2 separate regions of the Zea mays genome follow, and region 2 is linked to region 1. Evidence: chromatin contacts called from public Hi-C data. All regions are on one chromosome and are shown on one strand. The core of a region is the stretch at or near the end of the contact, and the rest is flanking DNA. Distances in the headings are between cores, read along the strand shown.

Evidence for each region. A called contact is a pair of places that touch in the nucleus more often than the background predicts.
Region 2: a contact with region 1 is called in a Hi-C map of leaf, with 7 times the contacts expected there. The contact joins the promoter of LOC100279707 here to the enhancer-like site in region 1. A contact is called at or near these places in 7 of 25 Hi-C or Micro-C datasets (bundle sheath, endosperm, leaf and 1 more) and 2 of 3 datasets of contacts at active chromatin or transcription factors (leaf and seedling).

The regions. Positions count from the first base shown.
Region 1 is chr9:12,495,703-12,500,039 of Zm-B73-REFERENCE-NAM-5.0, forward strand. No RefSeq gene overlaps it. Among protein-coding and RNA genes, the nearest start is that of LOC103637942, 38 kb to the left of the region's middle. Within about 2 kb of position 2,574, at least 17 of the 20 cell types and tissues checked have an H3K27ac peak or open chromatin away from gene starts, as enhancers often do. A contact at or near this core is called in bundle sheath, endosperm, leaf and 2 more, where this site is marked.
Region 2 is chr9:12,548,358-12,552,488 of Zm-B73-REFERENCE-NAM-5.0, forward strand. LOC100279707 reads left to right here and starts at 2,542. Exons shown (of 7, transcript NM_001152667.1): 1 at 2,542-2,902. The coding sequence starts at 2,546.

The sequences.
Region 1 (4,337 bases), core at 1,324-3,823:
GATGAACAGCGACGTGGCACAGCACAGGACGCTGCACTGCAGGTCGGCAGGGCCATCGCGCAGCCGGCCGCGCAGGCGCAGCGCAGGTAGCTCGTCGTCACGCTTGTGCCACGTGGATCCAATGTACTCTATTCTCTATACCCATCGGCCATCGTCCACCTCTCCGATCCGATGGAACAGTTACGAACGACACGCGACGGCACCTGATGAGAGCTCGAGACTGTAAAGTGATAATTTTGCATGCATTGCCCGTCGTCGCCCCAAGGCCTAAGGCCCAAGCCCCAGGCGGCAGCCCGGGCTAGAATGGATTCGTCTTGTCCTGAGTCCTAAGCTTGTTCTGGGGGCCTTTTTGAGTACCTCTCTAGGACTTTAGCTCGATTGGTCGACCTTATGGGCTTATGGCTAGCTAGGCCCATGCTGCCAAATATTTCAGATTATGTCAGCTGAAATTCCTCTCCCTCTCACGTAGTGTTGGATGAAATGCTTGTAACTCGTTGACTCGCTCGGTTTATGGTCAACTCGGCTCAGATTGGCTCGTTTGAATTTTTTCACGAGCCGAGCTGACATTCTTGGTTGGTTCGTCAACGAGCCAGCTCGGTTCTTTAATGAGCCAGCTCGCTAGCTAAACGAGCTACCACATTCCAGCAAAACAAAACTATATGCTTATCATTTATGAAATAATTGATGAACATATGTGTATGTGTATGTGAGGTGTCTATGACCTATAAGTTAAACTAATGATTAATGAACTGAGTATGTGTTAAATTGGTCTATGTAAATATAATTGTGGGTTAAACTGATAAACATGTATGTGAATTGATGAGTGGTGAATTGTTCTAATTTGGTGTTACATTGACGTGGTTTGTGAAACTATGAGCATAATTACTATTTTCTATTGTTAAATTAGTTTAAAATTAACTAAAAATTAATTATTATATACATATTATTTTTCTGCTCTCCCTTGCGAGCTAAACGAGCCATCTCGAGCTTGTAAACGAGCCAAGTTGAGTTGACTCTGTGGCTCATTAGCTTAACGAGCTGAGCCGAGCTGGCTCGTTATCCAACCATACTCTCACGTTCTAGTGAAGTTTTATGTTTTTCCCATTAAACATGATATTGTTCTTGCAAATGGTTCCGAAATTTGTGTATAGAGTTCTAAAAGCTGCATATAGAGTTCTAAATATGCGTACAAAATAGACACAAGTCTATATGATTCACTGATTCCAAATATGGACTAAATTGCTTGATTGGATGCTCTATAGGAAAATGTTGCAAATTGTAGAAATAAAAAAAGTCTAACACATAGCATATTCTTTTCGATCGTAGTAGCCCAGAGTTTATTAATAAAAATAAAAGAGAATAAAAAGAGAAGGCACATAACACGAATATCGGACGGAAAATTGTTTTGGGGAGTTACTCTCGGCTTGCCAAATGTGAGGACAAGAAAGGATAAAGCAGCGGCTTCTTAAATTTAGCATCATTGTTTAGGGCATCATTGGAGTTGGAGACAAGTTTTTTTTTCTAATAACTCTTTAAACTAAGTTTTTAAAAAACTTTTTATATAACAGTTGGAGATGCTCTTGATGTGTATTTGGTTCTCTGACTAAATTTTAGTTCGTGTCACTTTAAATGTTTGAATGATAATTATGAATATTAAATATAGTTTAGTTATAAAACTAAACATAGAGATAAAGATTAATAGATTAGATAAATTTATTAAACCTAGTTAATCCTTGATTAGCAAAAAAAAATTATTATAGCATTGCATGGTTGAATCGTATACTAATTAGGTTTAATAGGTTTGTCTCGTTGTTTATTTCTTATCTATATAATTAGTTTTTTAATTGAACTACATTTAATGTGTTTTAATATTATATAAACAGCTAGTGTGTTAGGAAATAAAATTTAGTGCTTATTTGGCAACACCATTTTCCAAAATATTTCTATTTTTCGAAAAGAAATTAGTTTATTTTTTTTGAGAAAATGATAATTACTTAGAAAAATATTATTGTCAAACTAGCCTTTATTGGGTATAATAGAAAGAATATCTTAGCACTTGTTGTTGCCGGTTACCTTCGTGCGTGCATACGTGGGCTGTCCAGAAGAACCGTGCGCCGCCGCTCTCGTGCATGCGAGTGACATCTGAGTATCTGAGCCACTCTCTTCGCTCTCGACAGACGCTTTTGTACTTTTGTGCCTCTGAGCTCAATCCTTTTACATTACCATCTAAATAATTACATAACATAAAACCTTCGGTTTTTTCCTTTTTAGTTTGATTTCACAACCCTTTGAAAAGACGTTCAAAGGGTTCTAAAAAACTCGAGATAGATCTAATTAGACTTTTTATACTTTTTTCTGAATTTCTTATTTTTCCACTCTGGAATATAGAGCGGACTGGTTAAAAAAAGAAATCCTATTTAGTATAATAATTGGATAAAAGGAAAAAAAAACAGAACCGATACTTGTGTGCTGCCTGAAAGCCTGGATTCTCGTCGTCGTCGGAGTACACTTGGTCCAAATTGGTACGATGTTATACGTTCCTAACAAACCAGAGCAACAAACAAAGCAGGCTTCGGCCCATACAGTGTATACTTTCGGGGCTCCATTTCTGTCGTGGGATGGGGCTCTACAACGTGCGCCCACATCTATGCATTCGCGGCCCCGTATTTGGTATGTACGCCTCCTTTACTACTTAATATATGTTGAACTTTTTTGTCAAAGAAATACATGTCTAGCGTTGTTTTTTTTGAAACGAATAGTACCTACAACTATATCATCATTATATATATGTCATAACATGTTAGTTAAAAGGCGTACATTTGTCCAAGGTGTCAAGCATATTAGTGTAAGGGAGCATTTAATGGTTGATGGACGACACAAATTGTGTATTTATGGGACAACATAACACATGTTAACTTACTCTACATTAGTTTTTTAAAATAATGGTAGACACAGTGTTATCATAAAACAGTGAAATATAAATAGTTGGTTACTTGACGTTTAGACATTAATTATTCAGGTTAAACAGACAAAAACGATAACTTAAATGGGATAAATGATCAATTAACTAGAAACGACATTCTATTATATATACTCCCTCCATTCTAAAATAGTATTCGTTTTAGGTATTAATAGATTCATACAATATTTGATGTATGTATTTTTATATATGTGTCTAGATTCATTGTCAATCATTTGAACATGGACAAAAAAAAACACAGAGAGCTAAAGCAAACAATATTTTGGAACGGAGGAAGTAGTATTTAAACTGTGTATATATAAACAGGCTAAACTAACTGTTTAGAAGAACCATAGGCATAAGTATTAACCTATATGTAGATTTAAGGGGTTACATTAAATTGCATATAACAATGGCATAATGGGCAATTGGGATGTGAATTTAGAGGTTATCTTAAATTACATTTTTTGATGGTATGAGTGCACAGTTTAGAAATAGGTTTAGGAGTATTTAGAAAATAAAACAGATCTGATTACTATTACATGGTGATTAGATGACTCTAATACTGAATTGAGTGCTCGATCTTCATGTTGCTTTTAGCTTTTTCTTGTTTTTGATTATGGAAACAACAACATTTTGCAATATCTTGCAAACGGCCTTACAAATAAAAAAAAGACAACCATCCATCTCATAAATATTCTCAGATTTAAAACATCAACAAATCAAGCTCCTACTAATCTAGCGTTGGACCTCCATCCATGGCTTGCAAAGATCTCTATAATCACCACCTCTAAGGATCGATATACCGCAAGGACCTCGTGTTGAGGTTGTTCTTTCTGCAACAATCTCCAGAAATATTTCTTGAGATGTTGTCTAGATAAGTTTGTGGAAGAAACCCTATTATGTTGTTACGTGCATCAGTTTTTGTAGCAGTATATGATTTTTTTTTAAAAAAATGGAAAGTTACAGGAGAGAAAAAAAAGGGGGGAAAGCATGGTCTAGAGTCAGACGCCGTAGAGAATCACTAGCCGCGCGAGCGCTTGGCCGCCACTTTGTCATCCATCAGTCGCTGACCCGCTGGCAGCAGCATCTATCGGAAGGCGTGAAATCTTGGAGGTCCGCTGGTGCATTCCAGTGCCCACGTGTCGAGCCGAGCCCGAGCCACCAGCCACACAGGTGAAGCTGGTCGTCGTCCGGATTCTCAAATCAACCTTCCGGATCCGGTGACCAGGAAAGCTTCACAGTCCTGTCCAAGTCCAGCAAGAGTTCGTTCACCAACCTCCATCAACGCCCGCTGTTGACGTACACGTACACGTACACGGCACAGCCTTCGCTGCATCTTGGCCGTGCCCGTGCTGGCTCGATCTGCGGGCTACGT
Region 2 (4,131 bases), core at 1,292-3,791, 53 kb after region 1:
ACGAGCCGGATGATCCACGTGTGCGCAAAGGCAGCGGAGTTCGTCGAACAACACCTAGATCACGCTTTCGAGAGGGACCCCGTAGGGGAGAGAGATCCTAGGGGTTGTTCTGGGATCGAAATGCCACCCAAGAGCTACTAGATCTATCAGGCCTAACTCATATTAGCCAGAGAAGAAGTGATCATGGAATTTTAGTTCTAAATTCTTCCACAAATAAATAGAGTTAGGCGGCAGCGTGACGTACCAAGCAAATGTAGTCCCAGTTGGAGACAATGAAAATAAACGGACGCGTAATGCCTCTGTATCGGCCAATTCTCCTAACTATGATAGGAACTGTCCTATGTGCTCGTGCATGCTTTTACCTTGCTCACACAAAAATTTTGCAAATTTGGGTATCCTTGTTCCTTGTGGGTACGAGTGTAGTCAAATCGACTGTCATAGGGTTTTCGATATGATTGTCCTCCCCCGGGATCATGCTAACTTCGAGCTTATCTCAGAACGCCCAACTATCTCTTCTCTTACTATGTCAATAGCGGGTGGTGTTAGTCCACCGACCCTTTGGTCCAGCACAAGTGTGGGTGTTTTGGGTATTATGTTGTCTTACTGCCCATGTGGTTGGGTTATGTGGAACATTAATGTTGCCCCTGGTGGCTCATATGGCTGGTCGTCTCTTTCCGGCCTTCTAGGGGGCCGAAAAGTACTCATCCCCACGTGTCTGGACTGTCGTATTATGGTACTGAGGTGCCATGGGGTGTAACAGAAGGTTTGGCTGGGACAGACATAAAGATGAGGAATGATAATTAACATTACGTTCCATATACTCTGTGTCGGAATGTCTGGTATCAGATCGTCCGGCTGTGTGCGCGGACTGTCTGATCGTATAGCCGGACCTTCCGGTGATGTATTCGGACTGTTGGACCATATGCGCGGACGGTCCGAAAGGGTCTGTTAGGGTTTGTGCAAAATATGGTGGCCATGGCGCGGACTTTGGTAACTCGGTTCGGAAAACGGGGCCGGTCGCAGCTGGTCCGAACAGTCCGCACTCAGGCGCGGATGGTCTGGCCGTGCGCAGATCGACGAATTTACCCCCGATTTGTGCAGGAGACCGTGGTTGTCCAAGATATGTATCTATCGGCATCCCATAAAGTGGTTGGGATTGGCCATGTCAATTTGTAGTCGATGGATCGTGTGCATTTTCCCTAGTCTTACCCTCATGCGATGAAAAATTAGCAACATCGGATTTACCAAATATACGTGCTAGCCTCTTATAATCCTCTTGCATACCCCTAGTATCTGTTGCATGTGTTCTCGTTGCTCATCTAGTAAGATCTAAGGGATTGAATTTCGTTTGTTTCACTTACTTTGGGGTAGTTGTAGTAGATCGGAGCGAAGCCAGATCAGTCACCAGTTGTCGAACGACCTTGTTGTTTCTATTCACTTTGAAGTTGGCTAGTCACTTTGCTTTTGCTTCCTTGATCAACTGGAGCCGACAAGGTTTCCCAAGTTAGCTCAATGATATTGATGGGGAGACATCAGAGCTACCTTTTGAACCGGCCATTAAGAGCCGATCTGATAGGTCCTCACACGATGTCCCCAACAGAGTCACCAAAAAATGTGTTGACGCCGATCCGGGTGCCAATCACTATGATGAGTATTGACGGTGGTGCTTCCTGTGAAACTACGAACGGTCCACGGTCGGGGGCTGGACGTTCGCGACCTGGCGCAGGGCGGGCAGGGGCCTTGGTCCCCTAACCCTCTCGTACTGCTTATGTACATACAATATAAAACATAGATTTTTCTTTGGTCAAAATAAATTTCTCTATTTAAATAAAATTTTGTTGTATTTTTAAAGTAAAACACAGAAGTGGTCCACGGTCCGGGCTAGACGTCCGCGACCAGCGCAGGGCGGGCAGATGCCTTGGTCCCCCTAACCCTCTCGTACCGTTTATGTACATACAATATAAAACATAGATTTTGCTTTGGTCAAATCAAATTTCTCTATTTAAGTAAAAATTTATCGCATTTTTTAAGTAAAACACAGTCAAAAACCGTTTTCTTAAATTTAAAAATGAAAACAGGCCAGGAAATTTGAAAAAAACCGTTCGTTTTTTCGTTCTGGGCGATTAGCGAGAAACTAGTAAAAAACGGGATGATTAACCTGATTGCCACAACACGCATCACAATTCACAAGTGGCATGGGCAGACAAGAAGTCCGCCTTGCGAAGTCCGCCCTGTTGCGTTGAGAAAGAGAAGAGGTGAGCCTGTTGCAGTGTTGCCCGTCTCCGGCGCCTCCAAAGTCCCACGACCCCAAAACTCTGTGGGCCCGCGAACCCATTCTCCATATACACAGGGGTAACGCTCCGCCTCGCAGCCAGCAGGACACCACTCATCTTCCTTCCCCCCCGCCTCGTTTCCATCGCCGCCACTCTCTTGCTCCCCCGTACCATCCCTCGCCACCGCCACCGCCGTCGCTATGCAGAGCCTCCTCGTGCCCACTGCTGCATCGGCCCCGGTGGCGGCTCCGCGGGCTCGGCGGAATCTCCCTATGCGCCTCTCCGTCCGCGCCTCCGCGACGGCGGCAGCGGCACCGCGGCGGGAGACGGATCCCAAGAAGCGGGTGGTGATCACGGGGATGGGGTTGGTCTCCGTGTTCGGGAACGACGTAGACGCTTACTACGACCGCCTGCTAGCCGGGGAGAGCGGCATCGGGCCCATCGACCGCTTCGACGCCTCTAAGTTCCCCACCCGCTTCGCCGGCCAGATCCGGGGCTTCTCGTCCGAGGGCTACATCGACGGAAAGAACGACCGCCGCCTCGACGACTGCCTCCGATACTGCATCGTCAGTGGCAAGAAGGCTCTCGAGGCTGCCGGTATTGCCCACGGCTCCAAGCCCATGGAAAAGGTAGCTAGCGCTGGAAACACACCTCGGAATGCCTTTTGTTCTAAATGCTGCACTTTTAGTGGCAAGTAGAGCTGCCAATTGCCTAGTTACGTTGGGATCTTTCCGTCAGATATTAACTGTCCTGTGGTATCGCACTTTTGATAAACCAGGGGACGTTGCTTGGTTCATTGTGTGATGGTGATTACAATTTCCTTTTTTCTTTGGATTGAGATGTGATCTCCGGGGATAATGAGATTCGTCACCTTGATGGCTTAGATACAGAGACGCCAAGTAGTGGCAGGATATGCCATCTTAGCTTGGCCTGAGGAGTAACACTTGTGCTCAGTTTTTATTTACATTGTAAATGTGGTGTCTTATAGGGCAAAAGAGCAAATGTCCTGCATTTAGAATGATATTTAATCTTCTTTATTTTTAGTGTATATCTGATATAAAAACTGGGTGACTTTTAAATGGCATATATAATAATGGCATGCTACTATGCTTTGAGGCCACTCAAAGCCAAATGTGGTGTACTGGAAATTACTCTTGTGAGTATGCCAAATGTGGTGTACTGGAAATTACTCTTGTGAGTAAATTGCCTTCGCTTGGCTCTTACTTTCAAGGTAAAATAAGTGAAGATTAGTGCTTAATAAATCATGGCTGCAACAATGCCTTTTGAAAATTCATTTAAACTTAGTAGAACTCAGTATAATATATTTGTGACTAGTTTTAACTGAAACAAAGGTGTAGTTTAATTAAAAAGAATGATTGGTGCAACAGGTTTAATTCAGAGTAATGTACAAGCTTTGCGAAAATCTGTTGTTTCATTTGATGATTCACTTGCACTATGGTGTTTTTTCTAGCAAAGTTCTCTCTTCTTCCAGGCTTATTGTGGTGGGATAATGTCATCAAAAGTATATTTTAATCATTAGTTTGTATTAGAATATTGCTGATCTCTACAAAACCAATGTTGCATTAAAAGTAGTTCGTATAAATCTATTGATATAACTTTTATTTCCTCAACATGCATAATTTGACTAATTGTTGCCGAGGCATACGAAGTATGATTTCTTCAAAACAAACATGCCCTACAGGTCAGAGGGAGTAGCATTTCTGGGTTAAATCAAATTCTCTTCTAGCAAATGATTTGTACATTCTTGATGGTAGTTTCATCTGCCAAAGGGTAGGCCTAGTGTCGGAGGCTCCACACGTGTGAGGTCTGGGGAAGGGATAAACGGAGGCAAGCCTTC